2 separate regions of the Ovis aries genome follow, and region 1 is linked to region 2. A link is a contact called in public Hi-C data. All regions are on one chromosome and are shown on one strand. Each heading gives the region's core, a stretch centred on a gene start, on an enhancer-like site or on the middle of the called end of the contact. The rest is flanking DNA. Distances are from core to core; before and after follow the strand shown. Region 1 holds the start of CCDC25 (coiled-coil domain containing 25). Region 2 holds the start of LOC101113728 (clusterin).

What was found. A called contact is a pair of places that touch in the nucleus more often than the background predicts.
Region 1: a Hi-C map of tail adipose tissue shows a contact between it and region 2, with 4 times the contacts expected there. The contact joins the promoter of CCDC25 here to the promoter of LOC101113728 in region 2. A contact is called at or near these places in 9 of 16 Hi-C or Micro-C datasets (hypothalamus, liver, mixed tissues and 5 more).

Annotation. Positions count from the first base shown.
Region 1 is chr2:102,173,041-102,176,361 of ARS-UI_Ramb_v3.0, reverse strand. It overlaps CCDC25 (coiled-coil domain containing 25), which reads left to right and starts at 1,260. Exons shown (of 8, transcript XM_060409534.1): 1 at 1,260-1,361. The coding sequence starts at 1,334. ESCO2 (establishment of sister chromatid cohesion N-acetyltransferase 2) reads right to left here and starts at 1,192. Exons shown (of 11, transcript XM_004004434.5): 1 at 1-1,192.
Region 2 is chr2:102,032,459-102,035,421 of ARS-UI_Ramb_v3.0, reverse strand. It overlaps LOC101113728 (clusterin), which reads left to right and starts at 1,293. Exons shown (of 11, transcript XM_060411033.1): 1 at 1,293-1,333; 2 at 2,115-2,242; 3 at 2,884-2,963.

The sequences.
Region 1 (3,321 bases), core at 11-2,510, 140 kb before region 2:
CCCATTGTATAGAGAATAAAACTGAGGGCCTGAAAACAATTACTATTCATAGGACAATGTATATTCTTCCTTCGGAAAGCCCAGAAGTTCCTAAAGCTCTCGTTTGTTATTAGCTACTGTTATGTTTGTGTACCACCTCCTAGTACACTCTCTGGGCACATTTCTTAGTTCTAAAAAAATTTAGTTCAGTGATGCGCTTAACTTCACATAATAAGATAATATAAATAATCAGGTTAAAGCGAAGTGCTGTTGGGAACTGAGTCAGATCATTCCCACTTTACAGCCGGAAGATTTGAGGTTCCCTCAGCCTCGTAGGTAACAGATGGCAGATCTTGGATTTAAAGGTAGAACAGTACGAGCCCAAACGCAGAGAGGCATACTGCCTCCGGTGAAACTAACTTTAATTCTAGATTGTTCACCACGTCCTAAACCTTTTACACCTATTAATTTACTTAACCTTGGCAAAATAACCTGTGAATTAACCGCTCCATTCATCCTCATTTTGCTGCGAAGTGCAGCAACCGAAAGTGCCCAACAAGTGATGGAGCTAGAATGAGAATAGTGGAGGAACTTAGGTTCATTCAAATTTTAATGAGCTTCTAGACTAAGCTCCGGAGAAGGCGATGGCACCCCACTGCAGTACTCTAGCTTGGAAAATCCCATGGACAGAGGAGCCTGGTAGGCTGCAGTCCATGGGGTCACAAAGAGTCGGACACCACTGAGTGACTTCACTTTCACTTTTCACTTTCATGCACTGGAGAAGGAAATGGCAACCCACTCCAGTGTTCTTGCCTGGAGAATCCCAGGGACGGCGGAGCCTGGTGGGCTGCTGTCTATGGGGTCGCACACAGTCGGACACGACTGAAGCGACTTAGCAGCAGCAGCAGCATACTAAGTTCCAAGCACCGTGATTAGTTCAGTGAAAGCGTAGCCGTGAAGAAGGCACAAGGTTTCTACTTTCAGGGAGCCCAGATGCGAGTGAAAAGCGGCAAATGAAACCAACTTGATAGCCCACAGGGTGGAGGTTCTAAAAATAAAGCCAGGCTGTGGCATTTTTCTCTTAAGATAGTTCCCCGCATCGTTTTCCACCCACTAAATCCTCCTGCCTCCATCCTCTCTCCTTTGACCCCCAAATGAGCTCCAAGCGCGCCGACACCGCCTCCTCAGCAGAATTGAAGATGGCGCTGGCGACAGGCGTTATGATGCGACCCGACGTCAGCCGGAAGTGCGTGAGCAGTTCCGGGGAACGCGGCCTCCGCGCTTCCGGTATCCTGAGCTTCCAGGTTTGAGTACTGCTGCTGGGCGCTGTAGTTGTCCCACCGCCGCTGGGATCATGGTGTTCTACTTCACCAGTAGTAGCGGTGAGTGGTCGCCGAGACCTTCCGGGTCCCTATGTTGACTGTGGGGCTCCGAAGCCGAGACCTCGAGGCCACCGCTAGCCTGGTCCTTAAGTGCCTTCTCGGCAGTGGGTGCCTCTTCCTTCGTCCTGATGGTCTCTCCACCGTGTCCGTCCCAGTCCTCCCAGTGTGCCTGCTCTTCAGTGCCTGGTTTGGGGAGAGGGGAGCGTAGAGGGACCATCCCCAGTGCTCTCTTTGCCTCCTGTCGGTCTTCTTTTCCCTCAATTAGAAAGACCTGTCGCTACCTGGAATCAGGCAGTTTGTGGACTTATTCACACTACATCGTGAAGTCTTCTCTTCCCCACCCACCCCCGTAACATTTAATCTTGCTGCTCTCTGGTAAGAAAGGAGACACCTGCCAACAACTCTGCCTTACAGAAAGTGCGCCTTACCCTTCCAGGAAAGGGTTATTGGGTTTGGATGCTACCGAAAGACTCTGGAGTGGCGAGACATACACTCACTGGGCAGAGTTAATGTCCCAGATTTTGAAAAGTGACATGATAGTTTCTCATTTGTCTTTGGCAGGCAAGAAAAGGGTGTGTTTAGTCCCCAGGAACTGCAGTGTCTTCGTTTCTCTACTTATATTTTTCTCTTTGCCTTAAATGAACCCCCCAGTTAGCTGCTCCTCCCCAGAGACGGCCCTCGCCTATCTTTTACAAATGCCTTTTTTCTTTCCTTGTTCCCACCCCAGGATTGCTTAGGTATATCTCTTGGGGGAATCCCCTTAACACAATATATATGTTCAGCATTGCACGTATCATTTGATGTTAAACTTTTGTCTGCTTGAGATAGAGTGTAAGCCCGTTGAGGGCAGGTACAGGCTCTCCTTGATCCGCTAGCATAGTGCCTGACTCTTAATAAGAACTCAGTAAATACTTACTGAATAAACGAATGCTATTTTTTTACTTCTAGCACACTCTATTCTATTGCTACTCTCTGCCTACTTGTTAAAGGTGAGATTTAAGTGAAACCAATAATAGTGGTTATGTGGGTTTGAACAGGGTGGCACTTGCTCTTTAGAGATGAGAAAGTTGAAGCCCAGGAAAGTTGTAACTCAGAGCCCTCCTCTGCTACTCCATCACACTGTCACATCTCATTTTTCTCAATGGTTTAGGCTTCCACAGTGTGCTGTAAGCCATTTCTCTGTTTCTGTGGGCTTAGTTTTTTCTTATCCATATTATTAAAATTACTAGAAACAAAATTCAAACTAGCCTGAAAAATCATTCTAAGCTCCTAATTGCATTTTTATCTGCTGTCTGTCCTGTTCTGCCCCTCTGTCATAATATAACAGAAGCATCTTTTTGTAGCTTCTCCACTCAGGAGAGTCCTTGACAACATAGTTATCCATACAAGTCCAACAATGGAATGACAAATATAGGCAGGGCATGTTGTTGTCCTGCTTTAGTTGCTAACTCATGTCAGACTCTTTGAGACTCTGTGGACTGTAGCCCACCAGGCTCTTCTTCCCAGGCAAGAATACTGGGGTCAGTTGCCATTTCCTTCTCCAGGGGATCTTCACTGACCCAGGGGTCAGTGTCTCCTGCATTGGCAGGCAGGTTCTTTACTGAGCCATGTGGGAAGCCCGAGGCAGGGCATATAGGTAGTAAATGTATTTTATACAGGCTACGTTATTCTCCTTAAAGCGATTCTAAATTCTTTGAGTGCCAGTCATATACACGGAGATGGCCCCTAATAGAGCAGAGGGATTCAGTTGATTTGTGGGTCATTTTTTCCTCACTGGCTTACATTGCGGCATCAGAACTGCTTCCTGTCGGAAAAATATTTGGCCTCTTAATTCTAATAAATCTACAGTTGTGCAGCTTTTAAAATTGCAGAGTAATATAGTAGTAAATTTTTTTACATATTCCAGTACAGAAAACAATTTGAACATACAGAATCTTCAGGAAATGACTTCATATAGATA
Region 2 (2,963 bases), core at 44-2,543:
AAGCTGTGAGCAGGAATACTCAGCCCCTTGCCATAGGACTCTCCTCTTTGCCCCTCATCTCGCCGGTTTTCAGTTGGCAAGTGAACCAAACTGTCCCCACCTGCCCTGCACACCCATCTTCACCCAGCCAGGGCGAGAACCACCCTCAAGCCCCTAGGCCTTTCTCTTAGGGCTCAAACATCCTGGACCAGAGTGCCTGACTCGGTTTCTTCCCCACGAAGTATTAATCGCTATGCCTGTGGTGCTTCTGGGTTGGTCCCCTCCCTGCCAGGGGGTGGCATAAGGGCTCCCACCCCTCATCCCCATCAAAGCCCCCTGCCACAGGGAGTCTGTTGGCAAGCTTCCTCCTGCCAGCAGAGGGAACTTGGGGCTGGTGGAGATGAGTGAAGGCTTTTGCAAACAGGATCAGCAGCATAATTTGAGAGGCCCTGGGCACAAGGAAAACGCAGGGCCCCTTGTTCAAACACGATTGAGAATTTCAAGACTTGGACAGTAGCTCATCAAATAATGCGCGGGGCAGCAGGGTACCATGTTCATGAAGCCCACTCGGTTTGGCTGAATCTCAGGTGGATGGGGACAACATTTAGTTAAGGTCCAGGAATCAGAGAGTCAGGGAGGCCTTATGATTTCCCAAACGGATGCTCTGTTCATTCCCAAGAACCTGTTTCTGTTCCTGCCGCCTAGCAGGTCTGCCGTGGGATCACCAGGTCACTGTAGTGGTTTGGGAAGCGGTCATTTCACTCTTTCTGCGTTCCTTCTCTATCACGACATCCCTCTCCATTACAGCCCCGTTATTTCTGATGCTGTTAAATGGAGCCGGAGGAGTGGCGCAAGTGAGAAATTAACGTTCAATCGGGCAGCGGAATTGTGAGTTTTGATTTGGGAGTAGGCACCAGCCTGGGGCGCGGAGCATCCCTCCACTTCTGCGGAGCTGGGGGCTCGCCGTGCACGTTAATTCAGGCTCTTCCCTCCTGGGGGCGCCGTGCCCCAGCTCTGAGCCCCAAGGGTGCGATCCCGCACCCCAACGTCTGTCTCCGCTGGAGCCTTTCGCGGTGCCAAAGCGCCCCCCTGCGCCCCCCGCTGAGTGCTGCACCGGATCTCTCCCCCCCTCCACCCCCAGCCAACTGCCCGCCCCCCGCATCTCAGCACCCCCTCCCGCGCGGGCTTCCAGAAAGCTCCCGGTGCTTTCTACGGCATTCTTTGGGCGTGAGTCATGCAGGTTTGCAGCCAGCCCCAAAGTGGGTGTATACGCAGCGGAGCGCTATAAATACGGGCGCCTCACGGTGCTGTGCACGCGGCGTGGCCAGGAGGAGCGCGCGGGCAGCGGTGACTGGTGAGACGTCCCCACCGTTCCAGTTCCCTACGTGGAGCCCCGCCGCCGGGACGATGAGCGAGGGGGTGGGGGTGGAGGTGGCCGCCAGGCTAGGAGAGGATGATCGCTGGTAGTTACAGGGCTGTCAGAGGGGCGCTTTGAGTGGAGTCGGGAGATCAGGGAAGGCAGGTGACCGGAACCCCATCGCCTGCGAGCCTGGCGGGGTCCGAAAATTGCTGGGGTCGGCGCACAAGCAAGGACTCGGGAGCCCTTTTGCTCATGAACTCCAGTCACAGTTCTGTGGGGGTAAACAGGATAGGTGTAGTGAACCTCTTTTTGTAAAGATGGGGAAATTGACATTTGGAGGACTGCCGCAGACGCTGGAGGCCAGGCTAGTTAGTGGCAGAGCTGGCCCGCTCTGAGAGCCTTCCTGCAGCATTTTCCTTGGAAAGGCGCTGATATCTCCAGGGGTGGCAGTCAGCTTGAGCGCGTGAGTCATCTTGTTTGCTCCCGAATTCTCTAGTTCTCTGGCTAGTGTGTTTATAAGTATGATGTTTTAAGTATACATTGTGTGCGTGCTCCATCGTGTCCGACTCTGGTACCCCATGGACTGTAGCCTGCCAGGCTCCTCTGTCCACGAAATTCTCCAGGCAAGAATACTGGAGTGGGTTGCCATTTTCTCCTTCAGGGGATCTTCCCAACTCAGGGACGGAACCGCATCTCTTGAGTCTCCTGCATTGGCAGGCAGATTCTTCACCACTGAGCCACCTGGAAAAACTCTTTCTCCTTCCTAATGCCCCAGAGTACATCAGAGAAACGTGCCACACAACCTCCATCAGATTTCAGACGTCTGATTCAAAACTGTCACAATTTATAGATGAAAATCTGGAAGAATAAACAGAAAGAAAAGTCTCCAAAGATAAACAGAAAGTAGGTATCACAATTGGGATTAGAACCCAAGTCTTGACCTTCCAGAATTTCTGGACTTACTGAAAAAAAGAAGCTGATTATTACTATTTAAGAGTGAGGTTAAGAATTTAAGAGTAAGTACAAATTCTATAAAAGGATGCTCTTGAGAGTGTTCATTATAATAATAGTCAGAAATTAAAGACAATTTAAATGCTCAGCCTTGTGGGATGGCAAAACAAGGTACACCAGAAAAAAGACTATTACGCAGCCATGAAAGTATGCTTTTAGAGTGTATTTGAAGATAGTAGATGTAAAGGACCCAATTGCACAGAAAAGAGGAAAGATACCGCAGTGCTATTGTTTGCCTCTGGAGGGTGTGAATTACAGGTGAATTGTTTTGTTTTTCATTTAGGTAGAGTTTACTTATTTGGGGAGGGAGTAGGAGGGGAGCTTGGGCTTTGGACCCTGCAGCTTACTCTGCCTGACGGTGTCCTCCCCATGGCTTCTTCTGGGGAAAGGAGGGCCTTTGAGTGGCTTGTTTAATCAGAGCAGTTGGCAACCAGGTGCCTTGGTCTGAAAATGGGAGGGGAGGGGAGTTAGTGCAAAGGGAGGGTAATTTGGCTGCACAGCCGCTGTTCTCATACTGTCTGTTCTTCGGCTAGTATCAGTATTGCTACTGCTGCTGCTGCTAAGTCGCTTCAGTCGTGTCCGACCCCATGCAGCCTCATAGATGGCAGCCCAC